2 separate regions of the Mus musculus genome follow, and region 2 is linked to region 1. A link is a contact called in public HiChIP or PLAC-seq data. All regions are on one chromosome and are shown on one strand. The core of a region is the stretch at or near the end of the contact, and the rest is flanking DNA. Distances in the headings are between cores, read along the strand shown.

Region 1 (6,582 bases), core at 1,593-4,092:
ACTTCCCCTTTTAGTTCTAGTATGGTTTTGTTCATTTCCATCACCTGTTTGGCTGTGTTTTCCTGCTTTTCTTTAAGAGCCTGTAACTCTTTAGCAGTGCTCTCCTGTAAATCTTTAAGTGACTTATGAAAGTCCTTCTTGATGTCCTCTATCATCATCATGAGAAATGTTTTTAAATCTGGGTCTAGATTTTCGGTTGTGTTGGGGTGCCCAGGACTAGGTGGGGTGGGAGTGCTGCGTTCTGATGATGGTGAGTGGTCTTGATTTCTGTTAGTAGGATTCTTACGTTTGCCTTTCGCCATCTGGTAATCTCTGAAGCTAGCTGTTTTAGTTGTCACTGTTAAGAGCTTGTTCTTCAGGTGACTCTGTTAGCCTCTATGAGCAGACCTGGAGGGTAGCACTCTCCTTAGTTTCAGTGGGCAGAGTATTCTCTGCAGGCAAGCTCTCTTCTTGCAAGGCAGGTACCCAGATATCTGGTGTTCGAACCAGACTCCTGGCAGAAGTTGTGTTCCACTCACTAGAGGTCTTAGGATCACGTGTGGAATCCTGTGTGGGCCCTTGCGGGTGTCAGGCGACTCAGCTGGCAAGGTAGCCGGGGCTCGAGTGGAGTGGAAGGGGTTTGTGCCCCAGATCAAGCCCGGGTAGCCTGCTTCCCTATGTACCGCAGTCTCAAGTTCCACGCGATTGGATTGGGGTAGGCGCTGTGTTCCACTCACCAGAGGTCTTAGGGTCCCGTGGGGAGTCCCGTGTGGGCCCTTGCGGGTGTTGGGCAAGACTCTGCTGTCAAGGTAGCCCGGGGCTCGAGTCTCGAGTCGAGCGGAAGGGACTTGTGCCCCAGATCAGGCCCGGGTAGCCTGCTTCCCTATGTACCGCAGTCTCAAGTTCCGCGCGATTGGATTGGGGCAGGCACTGTGGTCCACTCACCAGAGGTCTTAGGGTCCCGTGGGAAGTCCCGTGTGGACCCTTGCGGGTGTTGGGCAAGACTCTGCTGGCAAGGTAGCCCGGGGCTCGAGTCTCGAGTCGAGCGGAAGGCGCACTCCTGATTTCTAATACAAGTGCAACCCTGCTGGTTTTATTCAGACTTTAACCCTTCAGCTGCCGTACTGAGGGTCACTTTTCTGCAGTGTTTGAGAGGTCACTGAGATACATGCAATGTGCTTCGTGTCTGCCAACACTAAGAGGGCATTGGCAATACAGTGGGGCATCTCATGTTAGAGACACCAAAGAGGACACAATTAGTCTTGTCATTTTCTTCATGGTTTATGATGGAGATCCCTCCCTCTACAAATCTCTGTGGTTTCTTTATATTCAAGCAAGGACAAGAGAAAAACCACAAAGAAGGAATCCTGCCTGTGTTAGATTTCTGTTTTGTTTGCTCTTTCTCCTCCCTTCTTGTTTTCTCTGGCAATTTCATACATGTAGTTTGATGATATTATTTCTCCTTTTATGGATCTGACACATACAAAATCACTTCAAACCTCTAAAAGATAAAATATTCTTTAAGTCTAGACCATTGAGCATTCAAAGTATAATTTGTCTTTGCTGCTATATATACAATTATTTCTAATAATACTGAACTTAGTATTCTGGAAGCCAGCCAATGATTATTTATAGATTCCTGTGGTAAAGTCTAAATTAAATGAATTATGAAATCTCCAAAAAAGGGGGGAGGGGAACATCAACAAAGTTGATAATAAACTAAATCTAAAGGACACAGGTCTTGAAATACAGAACTTGTAAGTGTGGACACAGCATGATGACACAAAAAATATGAACAGCTTTGTATGAAAGAAATTCAGTTTCTTATAGAAAATTCCAAATCCAGTAGTAAATTCCAACACATATTAGTATCAGGCCCATGAAGCCAGAATGGTTAATATGCTTATCACTTATAAATAAGACATGACAATAACTGTAGGCTGGCTAGTTGATCCTAACTTCTGCATCTAGAATGATGGGGAAGGGCTCCAAGGAACTGCACTGAGTTCCCAGGCTCAATGTAGCTCCCAGCTGAGGAAGCTGCAGAACGGACGACGACAATGATGATGATGCTTTCTGTCACTGTCATGTGACCATGTAAGTAGGAACATGTTGAAGCTTTCTTGCTTTCATGTTGTCGGAACATGGTCCAGGATGAAGTCAGTTGTGAGAATTCGGAGTGCTTGTGAGAACACATCAAGAAAACAAGACAAGAATCTAGACACCCTCCCCATCCCCCCCCATTTCTTTAAAAGGTAGAATTGCTCTTGTGCCCCTCCCAGGTATAGCTGACAGGAGTGAGTTTACTTCAACTTACTTGTTATTGCTTACTCTTGTTATTCGATTAAATGCTTAAACTCTCCTCTGTATGCCTGCTTGGAAAACATGCTTGCCATGCTCCTGAGATTGTACACAGCTTGATCATGAGAACCTTACTCAGTGACCTTTCTTAACCTCAGAGTATAAACTGTCTGCTGCTCTGAATAAAGCTGGCTACTGTGTGAGACCTCAGTCGGCCTCATTTACTGGTTCTATTCTCCCATCTTTAGAGTGGTGACATGATGTGACTTTCAAAAACTTCAGAAAGCATGACTCAGATTAAAGGTAAAAACCGCTAGCTGTCCAGACTGTCAGGTTCAAAAAGTCTGCAAGAACAGGACTTGACCATCCTTGGTGTGACATACTATGACATCAATACTCCGGAAATCACACCAGATGTACAGTGTAGCTTACATTTTTAACTTCTGCTATGTTCTTTTTCAAAAGGGAGAAATAGATTTTCAAAAGGAAGTAGATATTTAAGCTTAAAAAAAAAAAGGCCTCATAAAAGGATCTGCAGACGTTTTAAGGCAAGTCCGGAGTGGGATGTGGTGGATGACTCAATGGAGAAGGCTGCTCTCCTGAGACTAAGTCTGGAAGCCTCGGATGTGCAACAGAAGACGTTCAGCAGCCCCAGAAAAAGGTCTTACTTTTGTTTTAAAAGGATCCTCTGGAAATGCCTCAGGCAATGCGGCTATAAATCCAGGTGTACAGAGAGCAGATCTGGAGATGTGGATGACAGCTGAGTGATGGCCTTAATAATGCTGAACACATTGAACCTCGGTGAGTGCTGTTAACAAAGTGATTCTTGACTCAGGTAATCCGAGGCTTAAGTGAAAGAGGAGTGTGTGCCATCATTGTTTTCTGTAAAAAGCCTTATTTTTTTTTTTTCTGGCTATATAAGAAGGAATATATGCACTGAAGGAAATCTAGAAGCCAGAGCAGACATAGGAAGCAGAAGCCAGAGTCAACCACAGCAATGACCACTGTGAGCACCTGCAGTCACACTCTGTGATGTCCATACTGTTCATTAAACAATAGTTTGCTACATTAATATTCTCTACAGTGTGGTATTTTTCATTGCTACAAAGTTTACTCACTGTATACAGGTGCTGTAACTAATCTAACCAACTGTGGCCTACTGGGATATTTTGGTTCCTTTCCATTTTTCTTTTATGTCTAAGACAGGATTTCTCTGTGTAGCCCTGGCTGTCCTGGAACTCTGTAGACCACACTGGTTTCAAACTCAGAGATATACCTACCTGCCTGTCTCCTTCCCGTGTGCTGGGACTAAAGGCATGTGCCACCACCACCTTGTCTCCTTTCAATTTTTTAAATATTAAAAACATTGTCAAAAGCATCCAAGTATGTGACACTTGGCACTCAACCTTCATTACCTCTTAGACTTCTGCAGCTCCATGCCTCGAGAGCACAAGCGTATAGCAAAAACGGCTGTAAGATTTCCTACAAAATGGGCCCATAAACCTTTTCCTCAAAACTCACAATCTCTGAAACCACAAGATTGCTATCCCAGTAACATCTTATAAGACGAAACACCATGGTTTGGTATCGAACCGCATCTTATAGCAAAATCCGACCTGAGTCACAGCAAAAGGTGAATACCTTTATGAATGACCATTTGGTTAGGGGATACCGCTGAGTGCACACTGGGACTGTGTAGCATACAATCTGTGCTAATGTTCTAATAGTATCAGCCACATGCCTGACTTTCTTTTGCCATGCTGTTCGCTAATCATTTCTTCTGTAAATATCCATTCTGCTGGTGACCCCACCTTCAGCTTAGATGCCACCATTTGACTCTCCAGATGCTGACGCTTTCTAGCTTTCCTATCTGTAGTCAATAGATTCAATCTTCCCTGGAGTTTCTTGAGCATGTGGAATAAATTATGATAACCTTAAGTGTCCCTATTAATTCTATCTCCTGGACCATGCCTGGGTCAACAGTGTCCATGGATTCTGCCCCCTCTACTTGCCAGAGAGTAGAACTCTTACTTTGTTAGGTGTTGTCTATCTTCTAAATTCTTAGAAGACCCCACTTTGTTCTAGCAGCTGTAAGTAGCTCAGCTCTACTCTTCTGTTAAGCTTCGTTGGTGGGGTCAAAGAAGCAGTTAGAAAAATTCTCCCCTACGCCTTCACAGGGAGAGTGCTCTGGGCATCTTTAACGCTCTGTTGGTGATACAGCTCTGCACGTGCACTGCTAGAAACAGACCTTATTTCTGGGTGTATGTCAGTCTGGGGCACTGTCCCATCTAATTCTTTCAGATAATTGTTTTATTTTTCTCTTAAACTTCAAGTAGTTTTCTCACCTCTCTCAGAGCTACTCCTGTCCCATGAGTGCCCTGTAAACCCTTACCACCTCGGCTTTCCCGGACTCTCTTGATTGAATCTGATGTTCTGCCTCAGGTCCACTTTAGCTAACGATTTAGCAAGTTTCTTCAAGTAGTTTATGGGCGATTCTACCTTTTATGCTCTTTGTCACTTTTTAAGGGTTCTCTGTGTTCAAATGTCTGATGTCTAATGTCTTATGAATGATTTTTTTAACATATTTTGCTCATCACTGCCCCTCATAAGAAACCCCAAAGATATTCTATCTAGAAGTGGAAATCTATGAGTTTCCCAAGAAACTTGAAACACAGTTGGCTAAAGGGACTTAAATCAGGACTATGGACTTTTACACGTACATGTGCACATTAATGAGGGACAACAGTGTTTGTTGCCTGGCATCTGCACTGTCTAATACACTTCCAGCTGCTGTGACAAACTGACACAGGTTGGATAAGCTATAGGCAATAGAAGTTTAGTTGGTTGGTGGTTCTGAGAACTTTCCCTCTATGCTTACATACTGAAAGTGAAAGCATGCTAGCCCAGGACCCTTCTTTTCCTTAGCCAATCTTCTTAACCCCAACAATAGGAGCCCAGTCTCTCTCATGACCTTATATGTCTCTAACTACCTCCAGCATATGAACCTGGGGGTTTAGCTTCTTAACACACGGACTCAGAGGACCCACTCAAATAATGTCACTTACAAAAATGAATACATATGTGGTCGGTAAGAGCTTCAATAGAAAAAGCACTTACTTGGCCAGCAAGTGTGATAATGGGAGTTCAGATCCCAGCTGGGTAGTGGTGGGGGCTTGACTGGAGTCTTAGCCAGGTTACAGATGACAGAGTTAGGGAATACCAGCTACAGGAGATGAACTGTGAGCTCCAGCTCAGCATATGATGAAATATCTTTCACTGCCTCAGTGACAGATAGCAGCTGAGGGAGACACCAGACAGGACCCAACCTGTGACCTCCACACGCAGGTGCACCCATATCCTACAAATCAGTCCATACACATATGTAAATACACGCAACACATGTAAACACACAGAGAATGCCCTTTTACACGGGCACACGTTTAGCATTTCTAAGAACCTGCTAGCTTAGTAACCTAAGGCAGAGGATGCACTGCTACATTGGTGTACATTACTTCCAACATTGGTAAGATGAGTATTTCTATATTGTTGGGCAGTAGACTTTTTTTTTAAGTCCTTACTTTATATTTTCATCAAATATTTGGTTATGTACAATGGTGAAAATTCTTTCTGCATTAATGCTATTCTTAGGTGTCTTGGACACAAACCTTTGCTGACTGGTAGGAATGTTACTCCATTCATTATGACTGGATCTGGAAAAGAGGTGAAGATCAGATACGGCTGTCTTCCCACAGCCTAAAGTCTGGCTCTGCTTTTTTTTTTTTTTTTTTTTAAATTAGGTATTTTCCTCATTTACATTTTCAATGCTATCCCAAAGGTCCCCCATACACACCCCCCCCAATCCCCTACCCACCCACTCCCCCTTTTTGGCCCTGGCGTTCCCCTGTACTGGGGCATATAAAGTTTGCAAGTCCAATGGGCCTCTCTTTGCAGTGATGACCGACTAGGCCATCTTTCGATACATATGCAGCTAAAGACAAGAGCTCCCGGGTACTGGTTAGTTCATACTGGCTCTGCTTTAAAACCATCAGTGTTTCCTCTCATCTTCAGGACGAAACCAGGCGTGCTCGTCCCTGCTCTTTCCTTCCCAGTTTTCACATTTACAGCTATGCCCTGCCTCCCCCAGAGCTCACTGTGTTCACCAGGTTAGTCTCAACCCCCAGGTACCTTCCTGCCTCAACTTATTTTGACACTGTGCCTAGTTCCATCCATCCACCCATCCATCCATCCATCCATCCATCCATCCATCCATCCATCCATCTATTCACCCACCTACCCACCCAT
Region 2 (7,035 bases), core at 3,827-6,326, 520 kb before region 1:
GGGTCCTGAGGAAGATAAGTAGTGCTGACCTGAGTCGGCCACTCACTGGTCAGCCAGCTCCGATCACCTCTGCCTCCACACCCTGGCTCCACAGTCAGGCATTTATCTTCCTGTCAAGTTTCCTTGGAGTGAGAGCCTGCAGGCTTGTAACTCAAGATGCAAAGGAAACACTGTAACACTTAAAATGCTGTGCGGGTGGACCCTGTTGCTTTCCTTACACAGTATGGTGAGCCTGTGTCCTTTGATTTTGCCTATCATGACAAAGCCTGTTTTCCCAGGTCAGGGTGAATCCCCAGAGAAGCCCCAAGAAGTAGGGTTTCCCCTAGCCAGGCTTCCTCTTAACTGTGTAGTGGTGCCTGGTAGGCAGGAGTAGCAGCTTCATTTCTGAGTGAGCTGTACACCCACAATCTCCCTTCTGCTGAGACAGCATTGTGGATGAATGAGGCTAGGAAGGAGACCATCAGAAGCCATGTTCATGGACCTGGCACAAATCACTAGGGCTGACCTTACAGAGGGAAGAATGTAGTAGCCACCATTGAAGGAAAGTCTGAAAAAATAGTTCATTCGTTCATTCATTCATTCACAGTTTGGTCAATGTCTACTAGGCTGTATGTAAGCATGACCCCCCACACACACACACACCCCCAGTGCTGACTTTAAAAACTTGTGGCCTCCATGCCCGGCTTATTTCGTATCTCTTGAGACCTGGCTTTGTCTATGCATACAGAGAACTGGAGAATAAATAACGAAGCAGTGGCTTTAAAACTGAATGTCCTCCTTTGGTCAGTTGGCTCCAGCATTTAAGAGTTCATGCTTTGAGAACCTTTGTTGCCCCTTCATAACTTTGTGAGTTTAAAGCTTTAAATAAAAAGGGCTTATTGATCTGCGAGAAGCCTCAGAGTGTGGCCCTCCACCACTAGAGGGCAGCGCGGCCTTAGTCACATGATCTGAACCTGTCGCTTTGCTGGAAGCTTCCTTCTCTTCTGTATTCCCTTCCTAAGGGATTGCTATATGCATCCCTTAAAATATAATGTAAACAAAAAGTATTTAATATCAAATGATCTCTTGAAATAGCTAAATTGTTAGCTTTCTAAAAGGGTTTAACATGCAGTCATTTATCCTCATTATCATGTTTTGTTCTAAGTTCATGAGTCCTGAGGAAGCCTTCACATCAGGGCTCGAGGAGTGAAGGCCCTCCCCACACCCCCTTTTGTGCCTCAGGACATCTCTCCCTGGGGAGTCTTCTTACTGGCTTCTTGTGGGCCTGTGGGGATCTGTAACAGCAGCATTCTCTTGGGAACAGGGGGTTAAGTACAGTTTATACTGTTTTGATGCCCCCAAGCTTGTAAACACCCTTTTGTTTCCTGTACTTTGCAGATGAGTAGAGAGATGTGTTTCTCTCAAGAAATAATACTTTCCCTTTTTCCCATGAAGGCACTGGTGTCCTTTAAGGGGTAGGGAATCTGATTTTGTCCACATTTTACATCTTTAATGTGTAAATTCCTGGATGTGGGATTATTGTGTGGAAGAGTGTAATCATAAAGGGACTTGATAGTTACTACCAAATCAGTTTCCCAAAAGAGTATAGGAAAACATTTTTGCCCTAACATATATTCCAGGACTACACTCCCCATTTCAACGTCTTCATCTTCATGGTATTTTATAATTACAAACAGTTTTCTAAGTAGTGGATCCTTTTATTTCTACTTCAGAAGTACATTCCTAGTCGGTGACGTATATTAGGAAATGGCTCAACCAGGTAATGTTTCAAATGGGTGTTCTTTATTCCTCTGTTGGAAATGTGTGAGGCACGTGTGTCTGGTAAGGCCCCAAGAAGCGTGGCAAGAAGGAGATCTGTTTAGCTTGGCATCTACAACAGTTTGCTTAATCACAGGGTCCTTTTTAACGACGACATGGTGGTGCTAGCTGGTGGAAACAGGACTGTGGTTTGGAAGGTGATGGTGGTAAGATGTATTGGGAGTTTTTAGAAAGTAGTCTATTAGGGCTGGTGAAATGGCTCAGCAAGTAAAGAAAGGCACTTGCTGCCAAGCCTGACCATAACATGGTGGAGTAGGAACCAGCTCCAACCAGCTGCCCTCTGACCTGCAGACTCGTGTTCCCAGCTCCATATAAATAAATGCATGTAATAAAGCATCGTCAAGTTTCTTCTGGAGCTTGTGATCATGTTTATACAGTAAAGGATCTGCAGTAGTGAGACTCCATAGAAAAGCCTGAAGGAACAGATAGGCAGGTCTGAAGACACAACCCCAGGCAGAGCTTCTGGGAACTGGTTGGAAGTGGTTTGCCAAGGATGGTCGATCTCGTCATCGGGCAGGGTACCACTGAGCCTGTGGTGCTGTCTACTCTCCATCTATTTTAGGAAGGATGAGTTTGATACTATGGTGAGCTATCAAATCTGTAGAGAATGTTTAAGATACTTTGGGCAGCCATACTTGGAAGACTCCAGGAGGACAGTTGTGTGATGGGAAAACCTCAGAGCATAGGTAGGAAATGGTATATTCCTGGTCTTGGTGTTCATCAGGGCTGCGACCTTGATCAAATCCAACGTCAAACTTCTCTGTCTGATGTCTAAGAAGATACTGTGGTTGACATTGACTCTTCTTTCAGACTTGGAAAATAAAAGCAATAATCAGAACCTACCAAGCCATCTATGAATCATGACACAATGAAAAGAGTTATTTACATGTTTATATTACATTCATTTATTTGGTGTGTGTGGTCTGTGTGTGGGGTGTATACAAGTGGAGGGCTGAGGACAGGTTGTCAAAGTTGCTTCTCCTTCCACCACGTGGATCCTGGGAATTGGGCTCTGGTCATAAGACTTGGTGGCAGTGCCTTTACTGAAGTAGCCCTGATGATGCCAGCTCTTTCAAACTTTTTTTAAAAAAAAAGTTAAAATCATTCTTGGGGTTTGCTGCCTGACTTCCATACATTTATATACAACCAATAAATGCATCAACCAATGTAATTTAAAAAAAACCAAAAGGTATTCTTAGTTTGTTTAATATTAAAACAAAACCCTAAGACAAAGACAGGTGGCTGGCTGGTTGAGTTTGGCCTCCCAGCCCTGTTTGCTGACACATTTTCTGCACTGGTATACTTAAAGTACTTTTATTGCAAGGACTGACCATAGTAGCATATGCCTGTGATCTCCGAATTTCAGGCTGTGGTGTTATATAGTAAGATTCTCTTCTCTAAAACATAAACTCAAAACATAAGAAATGCCAGTGGGAGAAATGTGCAGTTGTTTGATTTGATTTTAATTTAGTAGTAAATAATTTAGGATGTTATTATACTACCTGTGGGGAAGGGAGGCCTCTCAAGACACTGCTGTTTGGAACTGAGTGTAGCCACCATGGAAATCAGTGTGGAGGTTCCTCAAGAAATGCTGAAAATAGAATGGAATGACTCAGCGAACCACTTAGGCTGGGGTGAATCTAAGTCAGTGTGCCAAAGAGATAGCAGCGCAGCGCATGCGTCCTTCACAGTGGCCAAGATAGCAGCGCAGCGCATGCATCCTTCACAGTGGCCAAGGTATGGGGCCGCAGGGAAGCCCTTCAGCAGGTGAGTGGATTAAAAGCTTTGGCAAATATGCTCAGTGGATACACATAGCACATATGCACAAAATACTCCTCAGCCGTAAAGAGGAGTGAAATGCCATACCAGGGGAATGAAGGAGCAGGAGATCATGTCAAGTGAGACAAGCTGGGCTCAGAAAGACAAAGACCAGGGGTTTTCTCTCCTATGTCTACGCTAGACTCTAAAATATAGGAAGGTCATGGAAGGGGGACTGTGTAAGGAGAGAGAAGGGTCTAACTGGAGGGGAGAGCCAGGGACAAGAAAGGGGAGAGGAATAAGAGTGTGTGTGTGTGTGTGAGAGAGAGAGAGAGAGAGAGAGAGAGTGTGAAAGAGAGGACTGTCTGATGGGAGAAGAGGAGCCATCAGTAGATAAAAGGAGAACAGTGGCAGAGCAGATCTGATTAGCCACACAGACGAATTATTTTGATGTTTATTGCTATTTAAATTGCACTTGATAAGAGCTCCTATTTGATAGTAGCTGAAAATGTGGGCCCCATTGCAGTGGTCAACAGCTGTGGACAGTAAGTTCGTTACCCAACTATAAGAAACTGCATCTTCCTTTCCTTTCCTTTCCTTTCCTTTCCTTTCCTTTCCTTTCCTTTCCTTTCCTTTCCTTTCCTTTCCTTTCCTTGCCTGCATCTTTCTTCCTTCCTTCCTGCATCTTTCTTCCTTCCTTCCTTCCTTCCTTCCTTCCTTCCTTCCTTCCTTCCTTTTAAGATTTATTTATTTTATGTAAATGAGTACACTCTTACTCTTTTCAGACACACCAGAAGAAGGCATCAGATCCCATTACAGATGGCTGTGAGCCACCATGTGATTGCTGGGAATTGAACTCAGGACTTCTGGAAGAGAAGTTGGTGCTCTTAACCGCTGAGTCATCTCTCCAGCCCCCAAAATGCACATTTTCTCCATGTGTCTCTGCCTTTGGTTTGGGGGAAGAAGTGGAGCAAGCAGGTGATGTTTTTACAGAACTGAAGCTCATGTATCTGTACCCATTACGGTTGCTCCTTACAAAGAGCCTGCCTTTAGGAATAGTCTGCATTTAGGCTCACAGCGTCACTTCCTGATGGACAGGAATTTCACCCAAGAGATCTGTTACCATTGTAGTCTCATCTGTCTAGAAATCTAGAACCAGCATGTTTTCTGTTCTCGGGTTCCACAGGACTTCTATAGTCAACAAGTTTAAGTTAAGGGTGAAATCAGGATCTGGCCGTGAACTTGTTGTTGAAGCCCCGACTGTGGGAAGCGTGGCTCAGCTTCCCCAGTCTCCCAGCCCTGCTCCATGCTTCCTTGCTTTTGGAAGCATCTTCTCCATGGGTCCCTATCCTTCAGGCACCCACAGTGAGGAGGGCATGGTGCATCATATCATACATCAGCATCTAGGACACTGACAAGAGGGCAGAGAGAACAGGAAGGAAGCGAGTGGTCAGAGCCCGAGCAGGGAGGGGGCCTGTGCGCCTCGCCATGCTCACGTGCTCACGCCTCGCCGCGCCTCGCCTCACCATGCCTCGCCTGCTCCTCTGCTGACCTGCGCTCGCTGCTTCTCACTGGTGTCCACAGCAAGCCCCTCTCCCACTGCTGCCACGTAAACTTGAGCTTACCGGTCCAAAGAATATGTGTCTCAATTTTATTTTGTGTGTATCCCTTGTATCACTAAATAGATAGCTAAATGGGGGAAGCGTGTGTGTTTAGAGCAGAAGTTAGAGCAAATCACTGCTTTGGCAGCTTTGGGCCAAAAAAAGAAACTAAAACTCTCTAAGTGTGCTTTCTATTCTGAGGCCGCCACAAGATGTTTTGTGCTGCAGTTGATTCCTCGGTCATGAGAAGTCGTAGGAGGGGCTCAGCATGACGCTATCTCTCAAAAAAATATTAATTTGGACTTGAGTTTAAAATTAGCAAGGGGAAGGAGGGGGAAGAAATAAATCATTGGACTCAAGTGATCCGGAAGCCAAAGAGTAGACACCTCATGGTGGGAGGGGAGACATACATAGATAGTTCCTGCCAGTACAGCCACACCGTCTCCGGGTAGCACTGTGAGACCTGTCAAGTAGAACCCTCAGTGAGTTGTAACCCAGGTCACCCCTCGTGTAGGCTGGAACCTGAGTCAGTAAGGCTTGTGACTAATGGCTTGTCATGTCAGCTGCTTTATCGTAACATAATGACACACAGGAGAGGCGGTCACTACCTATTTTTAGGGATCTTCCTTCTGGGAATCATGGTGAACGTGGTCTGCAGAAAACCACTTCCGGGCCTGTGTTGTAGACCTCCCAAGACAGAGCCACCTCCTGGCGAACTATGGGTGCTCCGAGATCACACCCTCCACATACTTGAGATCTGAATTGTTCAAGAGTTACAGGTATTTATATACCTGAATGAAATAACCAGGTCCTAGCTATGAACCCAGCAGCAGAAGTTGCTACAGATGTGAATGGAGACCTCACATGGTTGTTCCATTTTCTGAAAGTCTACTTTGTCCCTGGGGTGTGCAGTAAGTCAGGCACTGGAGCTGAGGCCCTGCTTAGAGTCCTTACCGCTTAGAGGCCTCTCTTAGCTCCCTACATTGAGAGAAGACAGAAGCCTGCCAAAACACCAAGGATGATATTTAAATGATTGAGGCTTTTCCTGCTAATAACTTGTCTATGTTACATTTTTCAGTCTGTTTCAATTGCTTGATCAATAGGATTTTTTTTTTTTTTTTCTTTAAGACTGATAGCCTAGGTTCATGTAGTGGGCAGGTCTCAAGGGAAGCAAGCAGGGTGTCCACAAGCCACTCAGAGCTGCTCAGTGAATACAGCTTAGCCTCTGGCCCTTGTTACTGCTTGAGCGCCGCCTCCTTTGGGATAACTCCAGACCCACCCCCTCCTGATTGCTTACTCTGTAGTCTTATTTAGGAGCGGAGTGCATGGTGGGAAGAACTTAGGCAATTACTTGTTTCACTAGATAATTTCATGTGACCCTTCTGGAAAGGCGAAGATGCATGGATGTTTGGTGTGACACAGTTGTGTTGTCTGGCAAAGCCTGTCTTGCTTATGATCTGTATTTTAATTGTTAGGCTTTAAGTAAACCCTGCTACTTACTCTCTGTAAGGTGGGCGGGTCTAATGCATCCTCCCAAAAGGTGTTTGTGGGGGGTTTTGTTTGTTTGTTTGTTTGTTTGTTTGTTTGAGACAGAGCCTCAAGAAGCTCAGATTTGACCTCAAAACCATGCATTGATGCCCTTGTATTTCAGTCTTCCTTGCCTGTACCTCCTGAGAGCTGAGATGATCAGCATCCGCTGTTTATATGGTGCTGGGACCACACCAAGGGCTTCGGTGTATGGTAGACAGGTGTTCTTCTGATTCACTCCATTCCTAGCCCCAGAAAGATACTATTTTTTTCGAGACAGGGTTTCTCTGTGTAGCCCTGCTGTCCTGGAACTCACTTTGTAGACCAGGCT

What was found. HiChIP or PLAC-seq counts read pairs in DNA pulled down with a chosen protein or histone mark.
Region 2: a contact with region 1 is called in an H3K4me3 HiChIP or PLAC-seq map of bone marrow-derived macrophages, with 5 times the contacts expected there. The contact joins two enhancer-like sites.

The regions. Positions count from the first base shown.
Region 1 is chr16:21,592,046-21,598,627 of GRCm38.p6, reverse strand. All of the region lies in intron 44 of Vps8 (VPS8 CORVET complex subunit), which reads right to left. Among named protein-coding and RNA genes, the nearest start is that of 2510009E07Rik, 99 kb to the left of the region's middle. Within about 2 kb of position 2,842, at least 8 of the 459 cell types and tissues checked have an H3K27ac peak or open chromatin away from gene starts, as enhancers often do. A contact at or near this core is called in bone marrow-derived macrophages, where this site is marked.
Region 2 is chr16:22,117,747-22,124,781 of GRCm38.p6, reverse strand. The region is part of intron 2 of Igf2bp2 (insulin-like growth factor 2 mRNA binding protein 2); the gene reads left to right. Among named protein-coding and RNA genes, the nearest start is that of Igf2bp2, 42 kb to the left of the region's middle. Within about 2 kb of position 5,076, at least 116 of the 459 cell types and tissues checked have an H3K27ac peak or open chromatin away from gene starts, as enhancers often do. A contact at or near this core is called in bone marrow-derived macrophages, where this site is marked.